Linked DNA regions of Mus musculus: regions 1 and 3 are each linked to region 2. A link is a contact called in public HiChIP or PLAC-seq and capture Hi-C data. All regions are on one chromosome and are shown on one strand. Each heading gives the region's core, a stretch centred on a gene start, on an enhancer-like site or on the middle of the called end of the contact. The rest is flanking DNA. Distances are from core to core; before and after follow the strand shown.

The links. HiChIP or PLAC-seq counts read pairs in DNA pulled down with a chosen protein or histone mark. Capture Hi-C pulls out chosen DNA fragments and counts their contacts.
Region 1: a contact with region 2 is called in an H3K4me3 HiChIP or PLAC-seq map of bone marrow-derived macrophages, with 8 times the contacts expected there. The contact joins two enhancer-like sites. A contact is called at or near these places in 1 of 484 Hi-C or Micro-C datasets (bone marrow-derived macrophages), 2 of 115 datasets of contacts at active chromatin or transcription factors (bone marrow-derived macrophages and embryonic basal ganglia) and 1 of 9 other capture datasets (macrophages).
Region 3: a contact with region 2 is called in a capture Hi-C map of bone marrow-derived macrophages, with 19 times the contacts expected there. The contact joins two enhancer-like sites. A contact is called at or near these places in 1 of 484 Hi-C or Micro-C datasets (bone marrow-derived macrophages), 2 of 115 datasets of contacts at active chromatin or transcription factors (bone marrow-derived macrophages and microglia) and 1 of 9 other capture datasets (bone marrow-derived macrophages).

What each region holds. Positions count from the first base shown.
Region 1 is chr11:111,207,604-111,212,645 of GRCm38.p6, forward strand. No RefSeq gene overlaps it. Among named protein-coding and RNA genes, the nearest start is that of Kcnj2, 140 kb to the left of the region's middle. Within about 2 kb of position 3,163, at least 5 of the 459 cell types and tissues checked have an H3K27ac peak or open chromatin away from gene starts, as enhancers often do. A contact at or near this core is called in bone marrow-derived macrophages, where this site is marked.
Region 2 is chr11:110,536,286-110,540,748 of GRCm38.p6, forward strand. The region is part of intron 2 of Gm11682 (predicted gene 11682); the gene reads left to right. Among named protein-coding and RNA genes, the nearest start is that of Gm11682, 4.8 kb to the left of the region's middle. Within about 2 kb of position 1,771, at least 40 of the 459 cell types and tissues checked have an H3K27ac peak or open chromatin away from gene starts, as enhancers often do. A contact at or near this core is called in bone marrow-derived macrophages and microglia, where this site is marked.
Region 3 is chr11:111,085,939-111,090,380 of GRCm38.p6, forward strand. No RefSeq gene overlaps it. Among named protein-coding and RNA genes, the nearest start is that of Kcnj2, 22 kb to the left of the region's middle. Within about 2 kb of position 3,028, at least 42 of the 459 cell types and tissues checked have an H3K27ac peak or open chromatin away from gene starts, as enhancers often do. A contact at or near this core is called in bone marrow-derived macrophages and microglia, where this site is marked.

The DNA.
Region 1 (5,042 bases), core at 1,913-4,412, 670 kb after region 2:
AGTTTGAGCCAGAATAGCTGAGTTGAACCAGCCAGCCAGAGTTCAAAAGGAGCTAGAAAGGGTGAGCTTATTCAGCACTAAGCCTCCAAGATGACAATAGAATCTAGTGAGTAAAAGTTATTTTTACAAGTTTCTATAAAATAGATAGATAGGAACCTCACAAGGAAGTAAAGAGGTACATTAGATAATGGAGCCAGAAGGATTATTTTATAGAACTTCAATATAATGATATAAAAATAACCACCAAAAAGATGTTTCTACTATATGCCCTTTATGTCTGATATATTTGATAGTGACATATTTTTTAAAATATGCATCTATATATTTAAAGGGCATATCTGTCCCTTGGCTACCTTATGTATCCAAGAGCCCACAGAATAAAAACAAGATGTTAGGTACTCTGGAAGTTGAGTTACAGATTTTTATGAGCCTCCATGTTGTTGTTAGGAGTCAAACTCAGGTCCTATATAAGAGTAGCAAATGCTATTAATCATTGAGCCACCTTTCCACATTTTACTACATTGCCAATAATGAAACTTAACAATCACCCTTAAAGTAAGTATTTTGTTCATTCTTTCTGACTTCAGTTCTATTTTTCAAAATTGTTTTTTTATTTTTTTTTAATTTTTTTTCAGGGCTAGAGAGATGGCTAGGCATTTAAGAGCTTCTCTCCCAGAGGGTCCAGGTTCAAGTTCCGGCATCAACATGGCAACCTCTAACATCTCTAACTCATGTTTCAGGGGAACTGAGGATTTTTTTCTGGCCTCTACTACCACCATCCACACATATAGAGCACAAACATGTGTGGGCAAAACATTCATGAGTGACAAGCAAAAGTAAATATATATTTTTCAAAATGTTTTTTTTTTCAAATAAATTGGTCAGTTTTCATGTTCACAAGGACACTTTGATTGAGGTTAATACTTAAACTGAATTGTGGATGAACAACACTGACCATGTTTCCCTTCTCATAAAAGGAGTTGTAAAGTGAAGCTTTCCCCTTTACAGCTTGACTCCGCACATTAGTGTTTGTAGCTCCATATAGACTTTCATATCTCTTGTCAAGTATATTTCTAAATATTAATTCATTGGGATTGTGTTGTAATTTTTTATGTTATGCTGGGATTCTGCTCTTCCTTACTCTTTATTTCTTTGCCTTCCTCTTTCCTCTTCTATTCCCCAACCCGCACGCACATGAGTGCACATGCACACACACACACACAAACACACACACACACACACACACACACACACACACACACACACACACTGGGGATCAGAGTACAGCCTTGCACGTGCTCAGATATTGTGTTACCCCTTAGGTTGAGCCCCCAGACTTAAAAGAGTTCTTGAGTGGATCCTAGCTAATACCATCTGGCATTCATCTTATTTCTTAATCTGTTCAAAAAACATGTCCTGCATTATAGATTATCTGTTCTATTTTTCTATTTGTTAGGGTTAGGGTAACTTTCTGATGGATTTGTCTACCTGAAGTGGAGGCCCCACCCAACAGTGGGTTTGTTTTTGGTTTTTTGTTTTTGTTTTTTTTTATATCTACTCTTTGTAGTATCATCTGCTAAACAATTCTGAGTTTTCTTTTCCACATCCTCCATATTTCCTTCATGTTTTAATTCTCTTCCACATCTGGTAAAAACAAATGCTGGTGAGACCTGGTGTCTTTATTCCCTTTATTGTATTTGTAAGTGTAGCTGAGGGAAGAATCAGATCTAGGATCAGAAACAAACTGGCATTATTTGTTACTAACAGTAGGGGAATGTACTGGAACAACTCCGTAGGATGTAAGGGAATCCCTCAGAACTAGCCAAGCTCAGAGGAAGACACTTGTAAAAAAAAACCAGGGACCATGTTTGAAAATGAGAAAATTACATTAAAATAACCAAGAAGATCAGCAAAACATCATCAAAACTAACACATCCGCTCTCGGTTTCAGCAAGATGAGAACAACATTGATATTTGTTATTGAAGCAGATTTGCTAAGCCATGAAGTAATCTTTATATATTAAAAAGTACAGATACTTTGCCAGGTACTGTGGAATTAATCAGAATATTTATTCCACAGGTTTATCAGAAACTAAGTTCAGAAATATGGACCAGTTAAACAGACAAACGGGGTGGGGGTGGGGCTGCAAATGTTTAAATAATGGCTTAAGAATATTGATTTTATAAAATACTAAGTGACTTTTAAGAATGTTGGTTATAAAGTTGGTTGTCAAGGATTATTTGAGGGTTGAGAAACTGCTTTGGGAAGATTGTGAAAGTGTTAAAATGGGGCTTCTTGGGAACAGAATCAATTTTGGACAAATATGCTTGCCATAAAACCCAGTGTCTTAGTTAGGGTTTGACACTGCTGTGAATAGACACCATGGCCAAGACAACTTCCATAAGGACAACATTCAACTGGGACCAGCTTACAGTTTCAGAAGTTCAGTCCATTATCATCGAGGTGGGAGCATCGTAGGGGGAACTGAGAGTTCTAAACCTTCATCCGGAGACTGCTAGGAAAATACTGTCTTCCAGGCAGCGAGGAAGAGGGTCTTAAAGCTCACAGCCACAGTGACACACTTACTCCAAGGCCACACCTCCAAATAGTGCCACTCCCTGGGTCAAACACTACACCCAGGAAACCAAAGACTGAATGGAATCTCTGTCTCTCTGTCTGTTTGTCTGTCTGTCTGTCTGTCTGTCTGTCTGTCTGTCTCTCTCTCTCTCTCTCTCTCTCACACACACACACACACACACACACAAACACACACTTTGATCTGTGAGCAAATTCAGATGCTCAGTGTTTGAAGAGACACCTATCCTTGTTAAGATCAAACCATCACATGACAACATGAGAGCTGAAAATCAACTGAACAGATAAAGTGGACATGCAATTTCAGGACAGAATAAGTACAGAACCCAAGGAGTGGAGAGTTGGAGAGTCTGATAACACCCTCCCCTCCCTGCAACCAGGGATAAACCAAGAAATGAAAGCTGAATGGTTAGTGTCAGCATGCTAACTCTATCCCAGAATCTCTCTCAGTTGACTGTGCTTAGGATGAGAAAGGGGAAGAAAAAACTGCTGCCTCTTTGTGAATAAATGATGCTGGAACACAAAGAGGAAGCACCAGTGTGGAAGCCAGCCTTGCCTTTGCCATATCAGCTCAAGAGAATTTGGAGCATACCATGGGATCCACAGCAGACTATGGCAAGGCTGGCTTCCACACTGGTGCTTCCTCTTTGTGTTCCAGCATCCTTCTATCCTGCCAGCACTTTGTCTGCCCATTGCCTTTCATGTGTCTTTCTGGGTGTCATTACAAATCTGAATCCAAGGACTCAGCCTCAGCCTCAGGGATTTGATAGAGATCTGAAATTATTTGCAAACTGTGTAACTCTTTCTTTTCTTTTCTTTTCTTTTCTTTTCTTTTCTTTTCTTTTCCTTTCCTTTCTTTTCTTTTCTCTCCTCTCCTCCTCCTCCTCCTCCTCCTCTCCTCCTCCTCCTCTCCTCCTCTTCTCCTCCTCCTCCTCTTCTCCTCCTCCTCTTCTCCTCCTCCTCTTCCTCCTCCTCCTTCTCTTCTTCTTCTTCTTCTTCTTCTTCTTCTTCTTCTTCTTCTTCTTCTTCTTCTTCTTCTTCTTCTTCTTCTTCCTCTCTCTCCCTCCCTCCCTCCCTCCCTCCCTCCCTCCCTCCCTCCCTCCCCCCTTTTCTTTCTTTTCATTTTTGTAGGAAGTAGGTTCAAAGATGGGACAAATGGTCCCAAAGGATCAACTTTCTGTGTGAAGCTCACCACCTATAATCTGACTCTATGGGACATAATCCTACACCTTATTACCCGTTGATCCCTCCAAGATTGGCTTGGGTCTTTTTTCATCTCCTGAAAATGTATCCTGCCAATTTTATGAGCTAACCTACACTCTATCTGTTCTTTAAACAAGCAGAGAAAGGAGGGGCTACCTTGTCCAAGAAGAAACTGTCTCTTTTGCCTTCAGGTCTTAGACACTATCCTCACAGTGATCAAATAGCAGCAGCTTAATTCTGTGGCACCGGACACTAGGTGTGTTCACATGTATGTGCAGGTGCACATGCACCTATGTTCATGGGTGAAGATCCTGAGCAGATGTCTGTGTCATCTTCAGCCTCACCTCACTCTATTCATTAAGGCAGAGTCTCTCACTTGACCCCAAATAGCCAGCTTGTTTTGGTAATCCCTTGGCTCTGCCTCCTAAGTGCTAGGATTACGGACTGGCTGCCTACATGGAGATCCTAATTCAGTTCCTTATACTTCTGTGGCAAGTGCTCTAATCACGGAACAAGTCCCACAGCCTGGCACCTACTATTTTTAAACCAACCATCCTTTTTTAAAAATAAATTAAAAGCAGTAAGTGTCATGTGAATGGAACTAATTAGAATCATGTGAATCTTCAAAGACTGCCACAGCACTAGAGGACAAGTAAGAAGGACTCGGGGGCTTTCGAATGCAGCCTTTGTCGTGTTTTATTAAAAGATAAGGAAGGACTGTGTGTTTGGTGGAGGTGCAATATAGTGTGGGGCAAGGGAGTGCCTCTGTGGGCCCATGCTGAGGCATCCCTTCCTCCTGAGGTATCAGCCACACTATGGTATAGTAGAGAGTAGAGTTTATTCAGGGTATGGGGAGGGGCATTGAGAGAAAGGAAGAGGGAGAAGGGGAGGGGTTGGGAGAGGAGGAGGGGGAGAGGGAGAGAGAGAGGTGGGAGATGAATAGGGAGAAAGAGGGTAAGGAGCAGGGGCAAGAGAGAAGAGAGGGGAACAAAAGCAGGAGAGCAAGAGAGTGAGGACTTGAGAGTGAGTGAAAGGGGCAAGCAGCCCCTTTCATAGTGAGTCAGGCACACTTGTCTGTTGCCAGGAAACTGTGGGGCGGAGCCTTAGACTAAATGCCAACAGGCTTAACAAAATTTCTCTCTCTCCTCCTTAGTGCAGCTACTGTTGAAAGGAGCCAGTGGTCTTGACTGGGAAAACTCCAGGCACAGGACTGTCAGCAGTGGCCATCCGGAAACAGAGCCAT
Region 2 (4,463 bases), core at 521-3,020:
TACTATTTTGTATTGTATGTTCACATAGTATATTAACACGTAATAAATTTAATGTTTCATACATACTTAATATGTTAATATATAACAGGAATCATTTTATAAAATACTTGCATTACATAATGCAGTAAAAATTTATATTGACTATTCATATTATATAAGGTTGTATCTTATAATAAATATATTAATACGGTTCACAAAGGGCTTATATTATATATGCTAATGTATCACTATTTGCTATATATAATAATATATAATTTGTTATAAGCAATATATGTACTTTATAAATGGTTATGCTATACCAAAGGCAATATAATATGCTGATGTAAGTGAGGGTAGCGAAGAGTTAGAAGTTTAAAAAGATTTATTTTTATTCTATGTGTGTGGATATTTTGGTTTGCATGTGTATTTGTGCACCATGTGCATGAAGTTCCCAAAGAGGCCAGAAGAGGGCTTCAGATCCCCCTGGGCTGGAAATAGAGTTGTTTATAAACCACCAGCTAGGCTCTGAGTCCTCTGCAAAAGCAGCCGGAGCTCATAATCACTTAGCTACCCAATTCTCCAGGGCTGCAAAGAGTAAAATGTGATAAAAGAGGATTAAAAAAAAAAAGAACCCTGGAAAACCAGGATGTATTTTCAAATATTTATTATTGTTTCATATTTATCTCTTAAAATGTTTATGTTTGTCATAGTTTTGGGAAACTTTTGTATTAATGTTGTGTACGGTTTAGGAGTGGTTTGGATGTGAATAAGCCTTAATTGCTTGCACAACGGAGGCTGGGAAACCATTTAAATTCATTGACTTTATTTTAAACTTCCTAGTTAAAAAAAATAGAAATTTCGTGGAAATTTCCATGTGTATTTTGATCAATTCACATAATTAGTAGTAGTTTTATTCTTTTTTGGCTCTTCTTCCCCTCCCCCGATCAATTTCTCAGTTACAGTCGCAAACGCTAACATTTCCTCAGTGCTGAGAAATGAGCTCTTTTAAACTGACGCCTAGATTCTCATAGTCGGCCTCTTCCTTTCTAAAGGCAGACTATCTTAACTGTTTATTCAGCACGTCTATGCCATCTGAATCCTCTTAAATAGCAGGGAACACAACGAAATATTTAAAATTCTCCGTTTTCCAAATAAGGCCATATTTATGTGGACAACGTGACAAACTCGTTATTCTTTGAGGTTACTGGCATATATGATACTACATTTTGGAGAAATGAAGCGTCATTTTAGTTTGGGAGTTTCCATCAGAAAGCCTCTTTCAAATGCAGTTAAGAGTTTAGTCTTATGAAATTATTTGAGCATTACAGTGCTCAGTGTGATCGTGTGGTCGTGCATATACACATTTTCCATCAGTGATAACGTTGAACAGAGTGTGTTGACTAGGAGGTGTTTCAATTGGAAAATTTCCGTCCGATTTAAAGTGACCACAAGGGGGCAGCAAAACACACTGGATTCTCTATGTGTCGCGGCAAGGGCAAGAAATTTCCTAGGTAAAGTCAGGCTAAGAAGGCAAATGAAAGACCCGTGAGCCATCCTTAAACGCGGGCATTTCTAGCCAAACAGTGGGTCTGGTTGGGGTGTGTGCGCGCACGCGCTTTGTATCCTAAGGCAACTGAGTCTAGGAGACACGAGCTTTTCAAGTGTCTTTAGAAGAAATAGTGAGGGCTAGAGGTATGGCCAGTGGTTGCTTGCATTAACTAGCCTTTCAGACTCTATTCCTAGCATTCACGTGGAGGCTCACAAATATCTAGAACTCCAGTTTGGGAGGGTCTGATATCCTCTTCTGGCTTCCTCTGGAACCAGGAGTGTGTGCTTGGTACACCTACAATGCATGCAGAAAACCAGTCACGCTCGCAAAATAAAAATAAAATTTTAAAAGAAAGACCACTAGGGATCTATACCCAAGGAGGGCACAAACCTGATATTTATCATTCTATTTTCTAGTGGATCAAATTTTGAGCCCCTCTTCTTCCTCCTCCCGTTAGAATTTCAGTATATTTACTGGAAAATAATAACAGGGTCAAGTCAATCAGATTTAACGTTTGAAAAACAGGAAACAGACTTGAGTAAGACGCTGCAGTTGCTCACGAATCATGGCTACGGGACACTTTTAAAGAGGAAGTATTACAAAAGTGCTGATAGAGTCCAGGGTACTGGACGACTTAGACACTTCTGTCGGACGTTCTGGCTGTGGGATGCACAGTCTTGAGTGTCTCTTTATCTCTTAGGTGACTTAGCTGTTCACAGGGAAGCCGGGAAGGATGCAATAGGCTGTTTTTACGTCAACTGAAGTAATTAGTTCACCACCTACTTAGCTCAATGTCTTCCTTAAGATAAGACTTCAGCAAACATGGCAGCCATAAAACTGTTACAATAACTGATTGGCATGGGATAGTCTCAGTCATTATTTCTTAGTGACTAGTTGGGTGATTTCATTTAATCTTCATATCCAGCATGAGTTTTTTCTTTCTCTTCTCTTCTCTTCTCTTCTCTTCTCTTCTCTTCTCTTCTCTCTCTCTTTCCCTTCCCTTCCCTTCCCTTCCCTTCCCTTCCCTTCCCTCCCCTCCCCTCCCCTCCCCTCCCCTCCCCTCCCCTCCCCTCTTTTTTCTTTCTTTTCTTTTCTTTTCTTTTCTTTACTTTTCTTTTCTTTTCCTTTCTTTTCTTTTCTTTCTATTGGATAGTTTCTTTGTTTACATTTCAAATATTTTCTCCTTTCCAGGTCTCCTCTTTGGAACCCCCCTATCCCATCTCCCCCCCCCCCCAACTGCCTCTATGAGGGTGCTCTCCCACCCACCCACCCACCTATCCACTTTTGTCTTCCCTCCCTGGCATTCTCCTACATTGGGGCATTGAACACCCTCAGGCCCAAGGGCCACTCCTCCCACTGATGTCCAACAAGGCCATCCTCTGCCACATATGCTGCTGGAACCATGGGTCCCTCCATGTGTACTCTTTGCTTGGTGGTCCAGTCCCCACCCCCCTCCAGCTGTAGGGGGTTTGGCCGGTTGACACTGTTGCTCCCTCCATGGGGCTGCAAACCCCCTCAGCTCCTTCAGTCCCTTCTCTAACTCCTCCATTGGGGACCCCACACTCAGTCCAATGTGTGGCTTTGAGCATCCACCTCTATATTTGTCAGGCTCTAGCAGAGCCTCTCAGGAGACAGCTATATCAGGCTCCTGTCAGTAAGTACTTGTTGGCATCCACAAGAGTGTCTGGTTTAGTGACTGTATATGGGATGGATCCCCAGGTGAGGCGGTCTCTGGATGGCCTTTCCTTCAGTCTCTGCTCCACACTTTGTCTCCATATTTCCTCCTGTGAGTATTTTGTTTATCCACATTTTGGTCTTCCATCTTCTTGGGCTTCATTTTCTTTCTTTCGTTTTTATTTTAAATTTCTATCCCCTTTTATAGATAGGAACATCGAAGTTCAAAAAGGCTGGTAACTTGGTTAATACAAATTAATCGAAACATCTGTGATTTGAACCTGTGGATTTCCGCCAGCTGCTGTGCTTTCAACCACATTGAGTATATAGCCTACTATTTGCCTCCCTTTCCTCAGCATACACACTTCTGAAAACTTCTAATATCATTTGAATCTGCTGGTGAGTCTTAAAAGACAACTCTGCAGTTTGATAAGGATGGCAGTGGACACAATCAAATGGCGTTTCCTACATTCCTACCAAACTCAATAGAGGATGTGGGGAGGAAAGAGATGCGCTTTCTGCCAACTGGGAGGAAGCAGGAACTATTTGAGTGTTCCAATCCTAAACTAGCCTCTACCGGAAAACCTACCACAGGCGGTACTTTATGCATGGATAAGCCTCTTCAAGTCGACACCTCCTCCCATCCCCTCTACCTGACCCCAGGAGTCCTTGTCCACAGGAAGAAGAGATTGTCAGAGAGACCAGACTCGTCCTCAGTGAAGACATTAAATGGGAGTCTAGAATCAACGTGTGTTCCTGAGGTCTTTGTGTCTGCACAATAGACGCAAAGAGCTTGCTTCACCCAGTCTTCCCCAATGTAGTGTGATGTGAATGTCTTCTCTTTGTTAAAGGAGGCAAAAGCTGACTGGATGCTGAGCTCTTGGGATCCACCTACCCCTAGCCCCACTCCTGTGGCGGTGCTTGGCTTTTGGATGTGAAATTGGGGGATCCAAATTCAGGTCCTCCCACTTACATGGCACACGCTTTTACTCATCAAACCATCTCCCCAGCCTGCTTGCTATTTCAGCTTTTGAGACTTATTTTTATTATTGATTTATGTGTTTAAGTGTGGGCTGTGTGTGCAGAGGAGACCAGAAGAGGGCGCCAGATCCCCTGGAGTTGGAGTTACTGGAGTTTGTGAGTTGCCTGACAGGGGTGCTGGGAACCGAGCTTGGGTCCTCTGGGACAGCAGCAAGCATTTTAAACCATTAAGCCATCTCTCCTGCTCTTCGCTTGCTCTGTGTTTATAAGCAAGATCCCT
Region 3 (4,442 bases), core at 1,778-4,277, 550 kb after region 2:
AATCCACCTGCCTCTGTCTCTCAAGTGCTGGGATTAAAGATATGTGCCACCATCGCCCGGATTTGTGAAACAGATTTACATTTTCTTCATCCCTTTATTTGTATGCACAATGTATTTAATCGCTCATCACAAAGTATTCTTCTCCCAGTTCATCTCTTACAAAGATCCCGTTGAAAAATAAGTTGCTTTTTATAAGTTACTTCAACAGTTTGAGTATCATTGAATCATTTGGAAGTAGGGATGAAGGGGATAAGTTTTGCCAAAGTGCTTTGTAAATTATGAAATGGGCTCAGTGGGTAAAGCGCTTGTTGTGCTAGTGTGAGAACCTGAGTTCAGATCTTGGGTACTCAGATAAAGCCTGGGTGGTTGTGGCATCCTGCCTACAATTCCAGTGCTCGAAAGTTAGGATGTGGGAATCCTGGATCAAGCTGGCTATTTGGCCCAGCTGATTAAGACAGCTACAGTTTAAAAGAGAGATACTGCTTCAATATGGAAGGTGGTAAGAGATCAAGAAAGACTGCTGATGTCAACCTCAGAGCTCCATAGGCATGTACATACACATGCAAGTACATCCACATAGGCTTGTGAAAATGAAGACACACAGACATTCCTCATACATATATGCAAAAGAATATGATGTTATGTATAGGCTATTTACATATTTTTCAGAAGCATGGTTTTTTTTTTTCATTTTCTGTGTTATTCTTCTCCATAACTTCCAGATGCTGGACAATGATTTTTTTTTCTTTTTGCAAAATAGTTTTCTAGCACTAGGTACCTGGAGCTGTGATCTCTACTGCGTATTCAAAGGTGCTCTTTGCAAAGAGCTCATAGCAGAGTTAGGGAGAAGGAGAAAAGCAATTATAGTAATCTAATTTTAGATTTCTATATTTGTGCTCTGACCTTAGCAATTAAGCCAAAGGTCTCCAATGAAGTGTCTGGGAAGACACAGGCTAAGCGTTCTTCCCCACAGTTGCTGAAACACTCCACTGCACTGCCCGTCAAGTTCTTTCGAACGCTAAGTGGAGATTTTCTTTCTTACATTTTCTTTTCTACTCCTGTCTGTAGAATTGGAGATTGTGCACCTGGACTCTGGCCCTGTGTGAAGGGAAGGCGTTGTTTCTGGCAAAATGCTAGGTAGCAAGCCTATCAGATTACGGACTGGATTTCCTTTATCTTGGGGCATTGGACTCTATTCAGGGGGCAAGAAGGCTAGGATTTCATGTCTTGTTTGGACATGCTACCTGCTCCTTATTCTCGTCCTTCTGGAGAGAAGGTAGTCTCTTGGCATACAGTCTACTAAGGTCAATGTCCATTTAAGAAAAGTATGTGGACTGCCAGATGTCTTTTGCTGAACAAACTTGACCTTATTGTCCAAAACCACAACTACTCCCCAGGAGCAAGAGGTTGGTCCTTCCTAGAACTTGCATGGAAGTAGTGTCCCTGAAGTGTGGCAAGGTTTGGCAGCATTTTAACCAAGGCACACTTTAACGAAGACACAAAAATGTGTCTTCTCCTGCATTGTGCCAATGAGGAATTTCTCCTCATCAGACTCTGGAGACTCTGCCCTCTCACTTGTTTTATATATAGCGCATTACTTTTCAACATTGCTGCATTTTGCAGGGCCAATTCTTATCAGATGTTAATGTTTCAGACATCTTCCTGAAAAATCTACTAAGAATGAAACCTTTAATTTCTTTTGTTGGACTCGGTTTTTTTTTTTTTTTTTGTAAGGAAAATGGTATTCCTGACAGTTATGAAAAGGCTTGTTTTATTATTTTTTAAAATTTATCACTGTACATAAGGCAGGCTGGCAGGAAGACAGATACAAATGGAGGGAGGGAGGGAGGAAGGAGGAGAGGGAAAGAGACAGAGATGGAGAGAGAGACAGAGAGGCAGAAAGGGAGAGACAGAGAGGAAAACAGAGACAGGGAGACAGGAGACAGACAGGCAGACAGGCAGGCAGGCAGGCAGGCAGGCAGACAGGCAACCTGCCTTCCCTGAGAATTGCTAGTATCACTCTCAGAATATCTTTTAGGACATTGGTAAGGGAGAGGACCACGTTAGCCCTAAAACCATATAGACATCACGATTTGGGGCATTCAGTTCTATTCCTTTATCATGGCTTGTCTGTGCTCACGTGGCCTGAAAAAGAAGCAATACAGGGTCTGAGCAGGTGTTGCATTTGCCCCTCCCATTTGTAACTTAGCCTCTTGCTACAGTGAAAACATGTAGCTTTTCTTTTTTTATACTTCATCCAAGATTGCATTAGATTTAGCTGGTTTCCTTTCTAATCATTTATTTGGTGTTTGTAATGAATGTGCTGTCTATGACATTTCATAAGTAGCATTTTAATAAAATCCATAGGTTATAGTACTGTATAGGCACACCAATTCTAAATATTTCCTAAATGGATTGCTGCAAGTTAAGTAGTGTTTGGAAGTGTTTACACAATGTGTCCAGTTTGTGCCAGGTGTGGGTGGTACCAGGCCTTTAAAATCTTGGCAATGAGCAGGCAAAGGCAGGCACACTTCTATTTCTTGGAGCCAGCTTAGTCTACAAAGTGAGTTCCAGGTTCTGCAGGGGTATGTAGTATGAACCTGTCTCAATCACTTGATCAGTCAACCAATTTGTAAATTCTAGTTTGATATATTGTTCTTGGGATTTCTACACATTGCAGTGCCTAATGAAAAATATAAATGAAATGAATTTTAATGGAGTTTTATTTTCAACTTGATGGAAATCCATTATACTTGCTTAAGATGCAGCAGACAGTACAGCATTAAGAGCAGATTACAAATATTTTTACGACATCAGGACAGGAACTGCGGATTAAGCGGTGAGTTTCAGGAAATAGGGCAGGTTGTTAATTTGATATTGGGCACAGCTGACTTTCCATCTGCTTGTGAGAGCCCACAACAGCTTAATCTTCACTTGGTCCATACCACACGTGGTCAAAGTTACCCTGCCCTTGAACAGACCCTTCCAGCCTCCTTATGGGCTGGAACCTGAGAGAGTCAGCAATCCTTCAACCACAGGCTGCCACCCGTGACTCTGCATGTACACATGGGCCTGTTTTTATAACCCCACATGTGAGGCAGTGAGCCTGTCGCAATAAATTCTAATCAGGGGCCCTGGGTACTTTCCCCAATTGTGACAGGCACAGGAGAGCCATCACCAGTTTAATGTTCCAATGACTCTGAGAAGCCAGGGCAAGTCCAAGTGAATTCTAAGGTCAGCTATCTCTAGCTCTTGGCATTGTCTTTGTCTCTCTTCAGAGGGGTGGAGTTTATCGTCTTCCTCATTTCCTAAGTGAGCAGAGCAGACAGTATTGCTTTTATCAGTGAGATAAATTGAAATAAAAATGCTCTCAGTATTTATAGGGCAATCAAATACTTACAAAAGAAAATGAGGGTATTTGTCAGAGACATTAAAAAGTGAGGGAATTAGATTTAAATCATATACACAATCGTTTGCTTAAGTCATGACATATTTGTTTATTCATTTTAAAACAGGCCAGGAATTTTTTCCGTGTTTTTTTTTTTTTTTTGTTTGAAAAGGAGTAGACCCTTTGCTCAACTTCTTGAGATGATAGGCATGCCTATCTGACTTTCTTTTTCAATTATTTTTTTAGAAACCAAATTAAATGAACAAAGGTGAAGATAAGTGGTTTAAGTATTGTTTTAAATTCTTTATGTAGCACCTTTGTGATACAAAGGTGAAAGATAATGTTTATAAGCCGGATTTTTTATTATTATTAAAAGAAGGGCAGGTGTGATGGTACTCATCTGTACACCCAAGCTTCCAAAACTAGGGGGGAAGAGTCAGGAGAATCAAGTGTTTAAGGCCGGACTCCACAGACAGTATCAGAGTTCTCAGCATTCTAGTGCAATAAAGAGACAAGAGTGTGGACATGGGGGTGGGGAGAGATTTAAGCCATATCTGGATAACAAAATAGATCTCTATTGTCTAGGACAACATTTCCTTCTCTGAGACCTGTGACAGTATCTTCTGATATTTTAACATTTGTTAATAGTTAGGGGTATTGATAAAGCCCTGCCCCCGACAAAGAATTATCCAGGCTATCCTTCCCACAGTCCTGAAACTGAGAAAATCACTCTGGATTATAGTTAAATTTTCTTGTCTCCTTTTTTAATGTACAAACTCAAAGATGAGTTATGACATTTCCGTATATAAATATGGCTGCACTTTTACTACAATCACTCTTTTGCTATTGTTATTTATTTCCCTATCTCCCCCACCTTCCTCCCTTTGCTTATTACTAACAGTATTCTATTCTATTCTGAGTCTGTTTACAGACCCATCCTTCCATGTTCTCAGATTCCACATTGAGATCAAATCCAGTGGGACCCGTCTTTTCGATGTTGGTTTATTTTACTTAACACAGTGATCTCAGTTTGACTGAACATGACATGACTTTC